Linked DNA regions of Sus scrofa: all the other regions are linked to region 1. The links are chromatin contacts, called in public Hi-C and promoter capture Hi-C maps. All regions are on one chromosome and are shown on one strand. Each heading gives the region's core, a stretch centred on a gene start, on an enhancer-like site or on the middle of the called end of the contact. The rest is flanking DNA. Distances are from core to core; before and after follow the strand shown.

What was found. Promoter capture Hi-C pulls out the DNA fragments that hold promoters and counts their contacts. Hi-C and Micro-C count contacts between places; a contact is called where the count stands out from the background.
Region 2: a promoter capture Hi-C map of liver shows a contact between it and region 1, with 7 times the contacts expected there. The contact joins the promoter of PCTP here to the promoter of HLF in region 1. A contact is called at or near these places in 2 of 5 promoter capture datasets (both in liver) and 1 of 2 datasets of contacts at active chromatin or transcription factors (skeletal muscle).
Region 3: a Hi-C map of liver shows a contact between it and region 1, with 2.3 times the contacts expected there. The contact joins the promoter of TOM1L1 here to the promoter of HLF in region 1. A contact is called at or near these places in 1 of 47 Hi-C or Micro-C datasets (liver) and 1 of 2 datasets of contacts at active chromatin or transcription factors (skeletal muscle).
Region 4: a contact with region 1 is called in a promoter capture Hi-C map of liver, with 4 times the contacts expected there. The contact joins the promoter of LOC100739396 here to the promoter of HLF in region 1. A contact is called at or near these places in 2 of 5 promoter capture datasets (fetal liver and liver) and 1 of 2 datasets of contacts at active chromatin or transcription factors (skeletal muscle).

What each region holds. Positions count from the first base shown.
Region 1 is chr12:31,587,737-31,590,833 of Sscrofa11.1, reverse strand. It overlaps HLF (hepatic leukemia factor), which reads right to left and starts at 1,497. Exons shown (of 4, transcript XM_021067250.1): 1 at 858-1,497. The coding sequence starts at 972.
Region 2 is chr12:32,042,318-32,045,414 of Sscrofa11.1, reverse strand. PCTP (phosphatidylcholine transfer protein) reads right to left here and starts at 1,574. Exons shown (of 7, transcript XR_002337190.1): 1 at 1,384-1,574. LOC102166553 (a long non-coding RNA gene) reads left to right here and starts at 1,653. Exons shown (of 3, transcript XR_306512.3): 1 at 1,653-1,899; 2 at 2,742-2,816.
Region 3 is chr12:31,205,902-31,208,998 of Sscrofa11.1, reverse strand. It overlaps TOM1L1 (TOM1-like protein 1), which reads right to left and starts at 1,626. Exons shown (of 16, transcript XM_021067247.1): 1 at 1,268-1,626. The coding sequence starts at 1,325.
Region 4 is chr12:31,276,175-31,279,271 of Sscrofa11.1, reverse strand. It overlaps LOC100739396 (cytochrome c oxidase assembly protein COX11, mitochondrial), which reads left to right and starts at 1,422. Exons shown (of 4, transcript XM_003483022.4): 1 at 1,422-2,226. The coding sequence starts at 1,876. It overlaps STXBP4 (syntaxin-binding protein 4), which reads right to left and starts at 2,156. Exons shown (of 19, transcript XM_021067245.1): 1 at 1,711-2,156.

The sequences.
Region 1 (3,097 bases), core at 248-2,747:
GTTTCAAGACCACACTGTGAGCCTCACGATTTGCATCTGCTATTGTAATATGGAAGGCATGAAACCCATCAGCCCCAAAGACAAATCCCGGTAGCATCAGCTCGATTCGGAGCCTCCTCACACGACTCCAGCCAAGGTTGCCTGCGGAAGGTTTGTGACTTACCAAGAAAAGAGCTCAAGCCAAAGGAGGCTCCTGCGCGGTTACACGTGAGCCTGCTCTGCTCTCCCCTCCCACCAGGAAAAGTGCACAGGGAAGGTGACAGCGTTGGAGGCAGTGCGCTGAAGCCGCCCAGAGACCACTCCCCCACCCCCCCACCCCCACCCCCACCCCCGGCCAGCCCCAGCCACCATCCTCCTTTCTGAAGCACCCTGCCCGACCTCACCTCGGGAGTTCCAAACAACTACTAACAGCAGCAATAAGCACGATTCCAATACCAAGGCTCCGCATTAGGGCTCCCCCCTCCCCTGGCTCGAGCCCCCACCCGAGTGGAAGCCTTCCCTCTGGTTTCTCTCCGCAGCCGGCGAAGCTCTGCCCTCGCAGGCAGTTTCACTCTGTGTGCGGCTGAGCCTCAATCTAGGGAACCCTGACCTGTCAAGTTCTATCTCCCACCTGAGCCTCCCGAGCTGGACGCGGGGAGGCCGGGCCGGTCTCCAACGCTATTTTAAACGCGGTTCGGAGAGGGGGTCCCCCCTCTTTGAGAAGGAGGGGTGGGGTGATGGGTGAGCTCTTCAATTTCATCAAAGCAGGGCGGGGGTGCCGGCGGCAGGGATGGAAGGGACGGATGCTCCAGCGGGGGTGCCCGGCCCAGGAGCGTAGTTCTTTCCCAGAGTGGGGCAGCCAGGAGGGCAGCGCTCACCGTCTTCGTGATGAAGGGGGAGCTTCAGCGGGTTCTCCAGCAAGGACCTGAGCACGCCGTAGGGAGGTGGGATAAAGGTGGGATTCAGGGGGAGCGGTCGGGACATTTTCTCCATCGCGATGCACTCGAATCTTTTTCTTAAAAAAAAAATAACAAAAAACCCAGCCGCCCCCCAAAATGTTGCTGAGCTTTTTCCTCCGTCCTTTGCCAAAAGTACTCGCTTTCGAGGCGGTGGAGAAAGGGGAAGAAAAAAAAAATACTTGTGTCTTTATAAATACATCTACGTAAAAATATAAAAACAAAAAACTTTCAGGTTCCCAGTGCAGATGATCCCTGGAGAGCGCGCCAAGTGGCCGCGGGCTCCTGGGCGACGCGCAGGATGCTCTCACCTGCCTCGAACCTCTCGTCTTGCAAAATGTTCAAAATTGCGAAAAAGGCAGGAAAAAAAAAAAATGCAGACAGCTGCAGAGAGCGGAAGGAACCGCGCCGTCCCGGCCCGGTTGCGCGAGCTCGGAGGCCGCGCGCCTTCCCACCCCACCCCCCTCCCCGCGCCGGCGGCCGCTGCTCCCCAGCGCGCAGCGGCCCCGCAGCGCCCGGCTCAGCGCATCCGGCCGCCCATGTGCCGCGGCCTGACAAGAGTGACGTCAGGGCCCGCACCGCGCGCCGATAGGCGTGCGGGGGCGGGGCCCACGCGGCCCCGCCCGCCCCGCCGCCGCGTGTTTAGCGTCGTCGCGCGCGCAGATTTTCTGGGACTGTGCAGCGCTGGCAAGCTGCAAAAGGACGGGCACCGGGCGCCAGGTCTCCTGGCCACCGACCCGGGCTGCGAATCTAACTTTTTCAGAGTGAAAAGAGGAATGAGAGATTTATCGCTGTACTTTTTAATCTAGGAGTAGTCTAGGGAGTTTTAAAAATATCCAGATGCCCAGGCCACAACCTAGATCAATTAAATCAGACTCTGGGCTGACATCCAAACAATATTAGGGTTTTGTTGTTGTTGTTGTTGTTGTTTTATTTTATTTTATTGCCTTTTTGCCGTTTCTTGGGCTGCTCCCCCGCATATGGAGGTTCCCAGGCTAGGGGTCGAATCGGAGCTGTAGCCGCTGGCCTACGCCACAGCCACAGCAACGCAGGATCCGAGCCGCGTCTGCGACCTACACCACAGCTCATGGCAACGCCGGATCCTTGACCCACTGAGCAAGGCCAGGGATCGAACCCACAACCTCAGTGTTCCTAGTTGGATTCGTTAACCACTGAGCCACGACTGGAACTCCCAGTATTAGTTTTTAAAGCTCCCAGGGTGGTTCCTCTGGGCAGCCAAGTTTGAGAATGATGGGTTTAGATTGAACTGAAGGTAAATACTTATAAATATTGCTCTTGGCCCCAGGCGAGCTTAGCACCCTCTCTCTTGCCCCACCTCTACAAGCACCGAAAAATAAGCACTTGTTACAAGTTCTAATTAGATACAAAAAGTAGAGGGGGGAGCGACAGAGGAGCGCTGTGAACTGTTTCCCACGCTTTCAAGGGATGCATGTTAAATAAAGGCAAGAGAGACACACACTGAAAGGTATTTAAGGAATATTTGCTCTAGGAGAGCGCATAGGGCTGTGCCTGGGTTACAGTAAGGTCTGCGTGGTAATTAAGATAATTTATAAGGTATTCCTTCAAGTGGTATTGGCATTCAAGGCCATCCCAGCTGCTGAGCTTCACATTTTGCCAGTTTGCTCCAGTCGCACCAGTGGTCGCTGAGCGCTGCGTGCACACCCACACCGGTGTGGGTTGGTTGGGAGCGCTCGCATCCTGGCCTGGAGAGCTCCCTGCAGGCTTCAGGGTCTTCCCCTCCCTCCCAGTCTCCTCTCTAAGATTAGAGTAGCGTGATTTGGGGAAAGGTGGCATAGTTTATTGGGAGGTTCCCAAAGTAAGAATCTACTGCAGACATCCAGTTTTGTTTTGTTTTTGTTTTTGTTTTTTAATCTTCAAATAAAGGCAAATAAGATCAGAGAATTTATCCAACATCGTCTGGACAGAGCCAGCACTTGGACCAAAACCTTCTAACGGAAGTCCAGCGTGTCTTGGATGAATATATGTCCCCTAGGTCGTTCCTTCAGTATTAGTTCAAAACAACTTGTGTAAAGCTCTGAATACTATGAGAAGATAAATCAGACCAGAGGGATCAGGTCGATGGGAGCTTACAGACTAGCTGGGGACACGCCATATGTAACCAGTGTGAAAAGGGATGTTCT
Region 2 (3,097 bases), core at 325-2,824, 450 kb before region 1:
CTCCAGCAATCAAGTTTTCCACAACTTCATTTCCATATAGGCAAAAAAGTGACAATCTTAGTACGTTACATTAGGGCTGATGTGAGAATTGAGTACATCAATGCCTGCAAAGCATGTAAACAATGCCTGAAACCTAACAGAGCATACAATACATTATCTACTATAGTAGTTATTATTATTAATAATTCTGCAATCAACAGGCCACTGGAAGAGAACTGATAGGATCACAGCCCCTCTCTCTCTGCTGCTTGATTGGACTGTGTTTGTAAGATGGAAGGGATTAGGGAAGTAGACGGCCAAGAAGCTAGTTAAGAGGTCACAGCAATTGTAGGTGAGAGGTGTCACCCAAAGTGGCAAAGGTAAAGAAAAGAAAAGGATGGGAAACAAGTTCAGACACATCTGAGCAGAGAACTGACAACACTTGGCAAATGTCTGGGCATGGCTGGTGCAGAAAATGGAATGGTCAGAAGATACAAGGATGTGGTCTGAAAACATGTCCATTTTTGCATCAAGGTAACTGTTGGAAGGACATTTGGAAATTAATTCTACCTGCTGTACATTATAAGCTTCCTGCTCGTCCGCTTATACACAGCGGCCTTGGTGCTCACAGACATTCAGAGCTCCTCCCTTCTCCAACACTTCAGCACTCTGGTCCCCTGCCAGAAAACCTTGACTTCACTCACTCTGCCCAAAGTTGACTTTTATCCCACTTGCCAAGCAGCTCCTAGCACACAGAGCATCTGGTGACTGGCCATCATTCCTCTTGTCTAGCTACTTGGCTCCAAAGGCCTCCAAGCAGGCCCCCAACACCATTCCTCCTACGCTTTTAGTTAATCTTTCTTCCAGAAGCTTCAGACTAAAGTTAGGAAGGGCCGTTTACAAGGGAGGGGGCAGCAGCCAAATGAAGCAAGTTATTAAAATGACTAGAGCTGACAGTAGATCCCTTCTCAGCAACGCACCTCCCTCCACACATGTAGCCGTGCACACCCACTCTCTGAAAAGTCCAGTCTCTTTTCTACCTGTATTCAGTCCTAAAATATACCCAGCCACACACACCACCAGCATCAACCCAGCTCATGGACTCCACATCCTCTGCAGATAAATGCATGAAGCTAAAAATCAGCTCATCCGCTTTTTTACTCTGTTATTAACTTCTAACAAACCACTTGCCCTGTCTGGCCTCAGACCTGAGACTAAATTCAGATGACCTCCTCAATCACCGCGACTGGGACCGCAGGGGACAAAGTCAGCAGGAGGCACCCCGAGGCTAGCTCCTCCCAACTTCAGAAGACCTTCGGACTGCTGGCTGCAGCCCCTCACTCCCCGCGGACAGTGGGCCCCATGTGCTGGTGCCCCTTAGTCCTCCAGCGGGCTGACAGCTACCTGATCCAGCTGCCGGTAGATGCTGATGCCCAACGTCTCCACCAGCAGCTCCCATTTGGCCCCGGAAAGTGAAGGGTGCTGGAGCTCAGCGCAGGCCTCCCGGAACTGCTCCTCGGAGAAGCAGCCAGCCCCAGGGTCCATTCTTCCGCAGCAGCTGCCCCTCAGCCTGCAGGAAAGGCTGGGGACAGGCTAGGTTCGTGTTCGGGGGCGGGGCGAGAGGGTGACCCAGCCTGATTGGCAGGGAACTGAAAAGTGACTGGAGAAAGGCGGGATTTGGGAGGAGGAACCTAAAAGGAGGCGGGGCCGGTGAGAAGCCTGGCTTGGAAAATTGCACAGGGCTAAGCAAGACTTGGGGGAGGAAGGAAAAGAAGTAAAACTAGAGAAACGATGGACTTGCTCTGGGGAACGATGAAAACGCCAGGAAGTGGAGAGGCTTAGACGAAAGGGAAAAGGAAGACACTAATGTCATCTCAGAAATATCTCCTCCCCAACCCGACACACTCCAATGCTGCTTGGGTATCTCTCCTTTAACTTCTCTGAAGGAAAATCTTTTCCTTTCAGAAAAACAGTTTGGTAGAAGTGGGAGGTGAGATGGATAGAGCAGAAATACTTGAAAACCTCAGGGATCAGATACAAGAAAAATATTCTATTTTTTTGTTATGCACTTTAAAACATTTTTTCTGAGAAGGGATCCATGAGATTCCCCAGAAGGCCAAAGTCCATGACACCAAAAAAAAAAAAAAAAAAAAAAAAAAAAAAGGATTAAAGGGAGTTCCTTTTGTGGCTCAGCAGTAAAGAGTTAACGGGTCTGGCGTTGCCATAAGCTGTGGTGTAGTATGTGGGGAACTGTTCCTCTAGCCTGGGAACTTCCATATGCCTCGAGTGAAGCCCTAAAAAGAAAAAAAAAAAAAAAAAAAAAAAACTTCCCAAAAAAGAATTAAAAAATCGAATCCATAGTGGTACATTGGCACCTGGAGGGTGGAAGATGATCTAAGAGGTATCATGATGTCCATCCAGTATTTCTGCAGCTTGCATAATTTAGATCTTTTGCAACCCAAAGACCTTTCTTTGTGTGTTATCTCTGTTACCTTTGGTATCACTGTTTCTTAGCACCAGACTGTACTTTGGTTTAAATAAAGGAAACAGTCCGTTTGACACCACCCGGGTGCCAGCAAACTCTGGGAACCCATGTTTCCTAATCTGTAAAATGGGGTAAGATTTGTGTAAGTAGTTACAATTGACCACATAAAGTAAACATAGAACATGTTTCCACAGTGCCTATCAAAGTAAATGTTTATAAAAGTTTCCACTTGTTTTGCATTATTGTATTGTAATGTTTCTCCTTCTGTACTTGAAAGACTTGAAGTTGATGGAAAACTCTACATTTATGCCAGTTTCCAAGAAGAAAACTAAAGTCAGACTTGGCAGCACAGGTAAGTTTCTGCTTTATTCAGTTTAAAGCTGCTTCTGTTTTGTTTTATGAGGATGGGAGGAGGGATGTGACATTTCCCTATACAAAATGCACAAGAGATTAGAGACTACTGTTTTTATAAATCCTTTTAGTTCTCACTTTTTTTTTTTTTTTTTTTTTTTTGTCTTTTGTCTTTTTTGTTGTTGTTGTTGTTGTTGCTATTTCTTGGGCCGCTCCTGCGGCATATGGAGGTTCCCAGGCTAGGGGTCGAATCGGAGCTGTAGCCACCGGCCTACGCCAGAG
Region 3 (3,097 bases), core at 377-2,876, 380 kb after region 1:
CCCATCTTGCTGGAAAACTCCTATTCACTCTTCAAAAGCTGTGGCAGAGTTATGTTCTCCCTTTTCATAAGTTCTGGGTGTTTTACATCTCTCTTCTACTGCAAAGATACTCTATCATAGTCACTACAAATTGCGTGCATCTTTTCTACATGATTGCGTGTTCCCTGATGGGTGAGACCAGGTCTAACTTTTGCTTGGGCTAGGTCTAGCACACAGCTGACAATGTTCAAAGCCTTAAAGAATAAATCAGCCTATGAAGACGCAGTCCGGAACCGTTTCTGTTTAGGGCTCATTTTAATATCCAATAGGGATAGAGCCAGTAGCAACTGTTTAGAAAGCATTTTCTCCTCTATAATAGTTCCACTCCATCCACTTCTAAAGGTGTGAGAACTAAGATTCAGGTTGAGCCGTGTGTTCTTGTCAGCAGTTAACTGAGCTGCAGTCCCAACAGTCCAAATCTGAGCCTCCTTAGGATAACTGCTAGGTTCTCATGATTTCCTCACCTCACTAAGCTCCTGACGTGATCATGACTTGCTTGGCATCTATAAGCATTAGTTCCACACCCGGTTCCCAAGGGAGGCATCTGAGATGAGGGAGAAGGGAGCAGGTGTTGGTAAACAATCCAGGAACCGACTCTGGCTTCCGCGTACGTCATTCTGAGCAAGCCCCTGGAGAGGGAAAGGTGTCAGGCAGACACCTGCATGGCCCCTAGTGGCCTGGAAAGGCCCCTTGTGACCCCAGCGCTCACCTGGCTCCCCCTTCCTTCACTCCAGCGCTAAGCATTTTCACTCTTTGTTTCTGCCCAAAAGTAACTCAAAGTTGTAAGGGTTTGGAAGCTAGAGGGAAGCGAGGTCACTGCACTTAGCCTCCTGGAACTTTAAAAACAAACATGACAATCCTGGGCCCTCCGGTGGACGCACTTTTTGACGAGATTCCCCTGGCCCAGAAGTTGACGCGCCCCGGTAGAGGCCCAGCCACGCCACACCTGGATCCCTGAAGTCCACCTGTCCGCTTCCACACACCCCCACGCCGGGACGCACTGATAGGAGAGAAGTAAGGAGGTGAGCAAGAGGGGTTCGAAAGAGATTAACTGGAGACAGGTGTCTGGCAGGGCGGGAAGAGCGCGGGGCCTGAGAAAGTTGCGGGGGCGGGGAGGGGAGGCCGCGTAGGAGGAGTTGCTTGCACTCGTACCCGCGCGGTTCTTCGCTGCCGGGAATGGAATCAGCGCCAAGGGTCCCCGGTCCAAAACCTCAGGGGTCCCGCTTACCTATGAGCTGGCCCACGGAGGTCGCGTACGGGTCCCGATGACTCTTCCCGAACGCCATGGTAGCTCGGGGAGCCAGCCCCGGCCTCCGCCGCAGTCGCTCCCGTCGCTCCTGACTCCACCCGCCCCTCCCTGGCTCCTCCCTCCGGGCCGCGCTTCCAGGCCGCTGTGGGGTGGCCGGCTCCCGGCTGGGTCCTGCGGGGCGGGGACCCGGGGGCGTGGGCGCCGGAGGAGGCGGGGACCGGAGGGAGCAGGCGTCCGTGCACCTGCCACGCTCCAAGGGGGGAACCCACCGAGAGCGGCAGCCTGGGGCGGAGGGACCCCGGCGCGGATCCTGCCGCCCACGTGGCGAGGCGCTGCTCTCTGCGCCTCCGGCTCCCAGGGTTAGAGACGGAAATACGGGGTTAACACACGTCTGAGGTTACTGTGAGCGTTAACCACGTAAACCGCTTAGGTCAGTGCCTGGCACCCACAAAATAAATATTTAACCACTGAGCGAATCGAGTAACTAGAACTACTTACCCCATCCCCCCCCACTTATTTACCCGCCCCAGAGATTGGGGAGGGAAGGTGTGTCCCTTGCCCTTTAAAGCTGCAGGTGATGGACAGGAGGCGGGACCGGCTTCAATTGAGAGATCTCCCGGGAGCCGGCATCCTAGGTCTCGCCCCCATTTCCTGAGGGACGTCGGGGCGCCGCCAAGGAGATCTTGGTTCTTCCAAGGAGCTGTTTTCCAGCGAAACTGAGAAGAGAGGGGCTTTCCTTCTGGCAAGGAGTGTTTGGCCTTAGGACTGCTTTGAAATGTAAATCCGAGCTGGAGAAATTCTACCTCTTCTTTCAGAAGAAGAGTTTATTTCCTTTTCTTGTGCATTCGATTAACATTTGATTAGCGTTGATAACAATCTCCCTCGAAGCCAGAGCCTGCCTGAAAGTGGGGTGTCTCCAAGGTGATGGCAGTTAGCTTAAGATGAGCTCCCAGTGCCTTCAGATCTTGCTTTCTGTGGTCAACTTAGGCCCACTTCTACAAGCTCTTCTTGGATCCTGGGAATGGGAACAGGAGAGCTTGATATAGCTTATGTCCTTAGTCATATATTTTGAAACAGGGAGTTTCCTGGTGGCTCAGTGATTTAGGGATCTTGCGTTGTCAACTGGTGTGGCTCTGGTTTCTGTTGTGGTGTGGGATTCGATTCCTAGCCACAAAAAAAAAAAAAAAGGCAAAAAATAAAATTAGAAATCAAACCAATTACATTGTGTGCCAAGGCTCTAACTTGGTTTGTGTGTGTGTGTGTGTGTTTGTCGTCTTTTTGCCTTTTTGTAGGGCCGCGTCCCTCGGCATATGGAGGTTCCCAGGCTAGGGGTCTAATCGGAGTTGTAGCCATCAGCCTATGCCAGAGCCACAGCAACTCGGGATCCAAGTTGAGTCTGTGACCTACACCACAGCTCATGGCAACGCTGGATCCTTAACCCACTGAGCAAGGCCAGGGATCGAACCCGCAACCTCAAGGTTCCTAGTTGGATTTGTTAACCACTGCGCCATGGCGGGAACTCCTCTAACTTGGTTTTTTTTGCTCTAATTATGTTATTTCAAATTTTTCTTGTCCTATGTGAGCTGATACCTGGGATTCTAAAATCTAGAATAAGAAGTTCCTGCTGTGGCTCAGTGGTTAATGAACCCAACTAGTATCCATGAGGTTGCAGGTTCCATCCCCGGCCTTGCTCAGTGGGTTAAGGATCCAGCATTGCTGTGAGCTGTGGTGTAGGTCGAAGACATGGCACAGATCCGGTGTTGCTATTGCTATGGTATAGGCTGGTGGCTACAGCAGTTCAACCTCTAG
Region 4 (3,097 bases), core at 173-2,672, 310 kb after region 1:
GCTCAGTGGTAACATATCCGACTAGTACCCATGAGGATGCAGGTTGGACCCCTGGCCTCGCTCAGTGGGTGAGGGATCCGGCATTGCTGTGAGCTGTGGTATAGATCACAGATGAGACTCAGATCTGGCGTTGCTGTGGTGGCCAGCAGCTACAGCTCTGATTTGACCCCTAGCCTGGGAACTTCCATATGCTGCAGGTAAGACCCTAACAAAGGAAAAAAATAAATAAATAAAAATAAAAAGTGTGAATCAGATATCATTGTATGCTTCAAACTCTGACAGCTTATTACTTCTTTATTTTTTAAAATTATAGTTGATTTACAATGTTTCCAATGACTCTTAGAATAAAATCCAAACTCTTGGACATGGCTTAAAAGGCTGTTATTATCTGGTCCCTGTATACCTGCTCTGGCCCATTTCCTACCACTTTTCCTGCCTGCTCACAATGGTAGGAACACACTGGTCTTTTTGTTCTTCAGTGGTAACCAACTCTTGCTTGTCTGGGGCCTCTGCATGGCTTGGAATTGTCATTGTGTAGCCTGCTCCTTATCATCACTCAGGACTAGGCTCAAATGTCAAATCCTCAGAAAGACCTTCCCTTACTTTCCCTCGTTTTGTTTGTCAATTACACTGTATTGATTGTTATCTGAAATTCCCTTATTTATGTATCTGTTATTTGCTTGAAAGTCCCTTGGAGAAAGGACACACTCCATAACTGAAGTGATCTTCTTTGACTTTCCCTGTGCTGTAGCCCCAGTAGGTTGAATAATGTCTGGCCCACAAGAGAGTAGAATAAATAAGATGCTGTATCAGTCCAAGTCATTTAACTTCTGGGGACTTCAGCTTCCTCATCCATAAAGTGGGGATACTTACATCTGCTCGGCACATCTACAGCAAAGCCTACTAAATAAATGTTTACCTGTGAAAATCACTTTACATGCATATTCTTACTTACTGCCATGATTTTAAAGAGGTCATATAACTGCCCTAGGGACACAGGGTCATAGAGAGAGCCCAGGTATGAATCCACACCGGTGCAACTTCAGAATCTCAGCTCTTAACCACTATTTTACATAGTTCCTTGAAAGATGCTTCCTTCCATTACAACAAAATCAGCTGCGCGGTGCGCGCCACTCAGATCCTAGTTTGTCCTGTAGGACAACTGAAGAAAGCTATTATTTACATCCTCCATGCGCTTCTTTTCCAAGATAAACATCCCCATTTCTTTCAACCCTTCTTTACATGATCCTCATATCCGGTCACTATGCTTTTAAAACCAAGTTTGACAACGTCCCTCCCGCCCCTGAACTGGTTAATTTTCACTGGGCAATCGGTTTAGGGACATCAGAGCAGTAGAAGCCGATTCCCAAGGACTGAGGAAGTGTAGATGCGTGAGTGTTCCAGTGGTCTGTGGTTAAAACACCGGAAGCCTTCCTGGGAGAGGTGAGCCTAGAGCCCGAGTCCAGGGCAGTGAGAGCGGACCTGCAACCAGGGTACCCCCTTCAAAGGACCGCGCGCGGGACAGCAGTCTCTTGGGGCCACCAGGTCGAGACAAAGGCTGATGGAGGTTAGGAAGATCACTGACCCAAAGCCGTGGGATGATGGGCTTGCACGCGGAGGAACGCACGCCGTTTTCCTAAAAGTAAGTTAGGTAGGTACAGGAAAGAGGCAAAGTAGGAGGAACAGTCACGAAGCAAAACGCGAACTTACCCGGCGCCCGGCAACCCGGCCTCCGTAGCCCGACTACAAGCGCCACCACCAGAGGAGCCTGGTAGCCAAGGCAGCGGCAGGCTCGACCCAGAGATCGCGAGATAGAGCAGGCCTCGCGAGATCTGGCTTCTTGCCCCTGACAGGCGGGAGTTCTGTTCCGGGGCTATGGGAGGGCTCTGGCGTCTAGGATGGAGCCGCGTCGCTTTCTGCGGCTGGCCCTGGAGCCACCTTGGGGCCCCGACCAGGGCCGCGGAGAGGATAGAGCCGTATCTCGGGCACGGCAGGAGCGGCACAGGAGGTGCTGAGAGGGGACTAAGGAGGTTGGGGACATGGAGGCGTCCAAGCCTGGCAGTGCAGCCGCTCCGGCGGCCGAAGAGTACGAACCCCTTCACGCGCGAGCAGGAGGAGGATTGGCGGCGGCGGAACAAGACGGTCCTCACGTACGTGGCCGCTGCGGCCGTGGGCATGCTGGGGGCGTCCTACGCCGCCGTGCCCCTTTACCGGCTCTATTGCCAGGTAGGGCCGGCGCTGCCCGCTGGGCGGCCCATCGGGAGGGGCAGAGGTGCAGGGCAGATCCCTATACAGCGATGCTTCACCGTGTAGTGTTGGAGGGATGTCCGAGATTATCCACCAAACAGGAAACAGGCCTTAAAAAGTGACTTAGTTGCCCAAGGTCCCCAAAGAAGTTAGTGACAAAGCTACCAGTGGAACCTAAGCTCTTGGAGTGACCGTGCCTATACCCCACTGCCCAGTGAAATCTCTCAATCTCAGCTACACCATCGAAAAGGCTTGCAGCCTATACTCTGGTATTTGGCAATCTGCTTTATGCTCCTCCTGCTCACACACGTGCCAGTTTTTCAAATGTAATTTATGTTATTATATTCCTTCTGTAAACCACTATAGTTTCTGTGCAAAGGTTGACAGAATGGGAGTATGCTTGCTGCTCATACTTCACCTGGGAGTAACTTTTTATCTATCACGAGTGCGAATTAGGACTGCGAGGCGTTTCTCCCTTATTAATAGGTAACTGTAAAGTCCTTATCTTTTAGATCAGACACTCTAGTGCAGTTGTTTGCAAAATTCAGTGGGCATCAGCGTCATTATCTAGGAGGGGAACTTTAATGCAAATTGTTGGGTCCAACCCCAGAACTGTTGAACTCTGGGAGTTCCCACTGTAGTGCAGTGGGTTAAAAATCTGGTGGTAGTGATTCGGGTGGCTGCGAAGGCACGGATTCCATCCTCAGCTGGCTCAGTGGGTTAAGGATACAGCATTGCCACAGCTGTGGCTTTATGCTGCAGCTCAGGATTAGATCCCTGGCCCTGCAACTTCCTTATGCAGCAGGGGTGTGGCCATTAAAAACAAAAACAAAAACAAACTCTGTGGGCA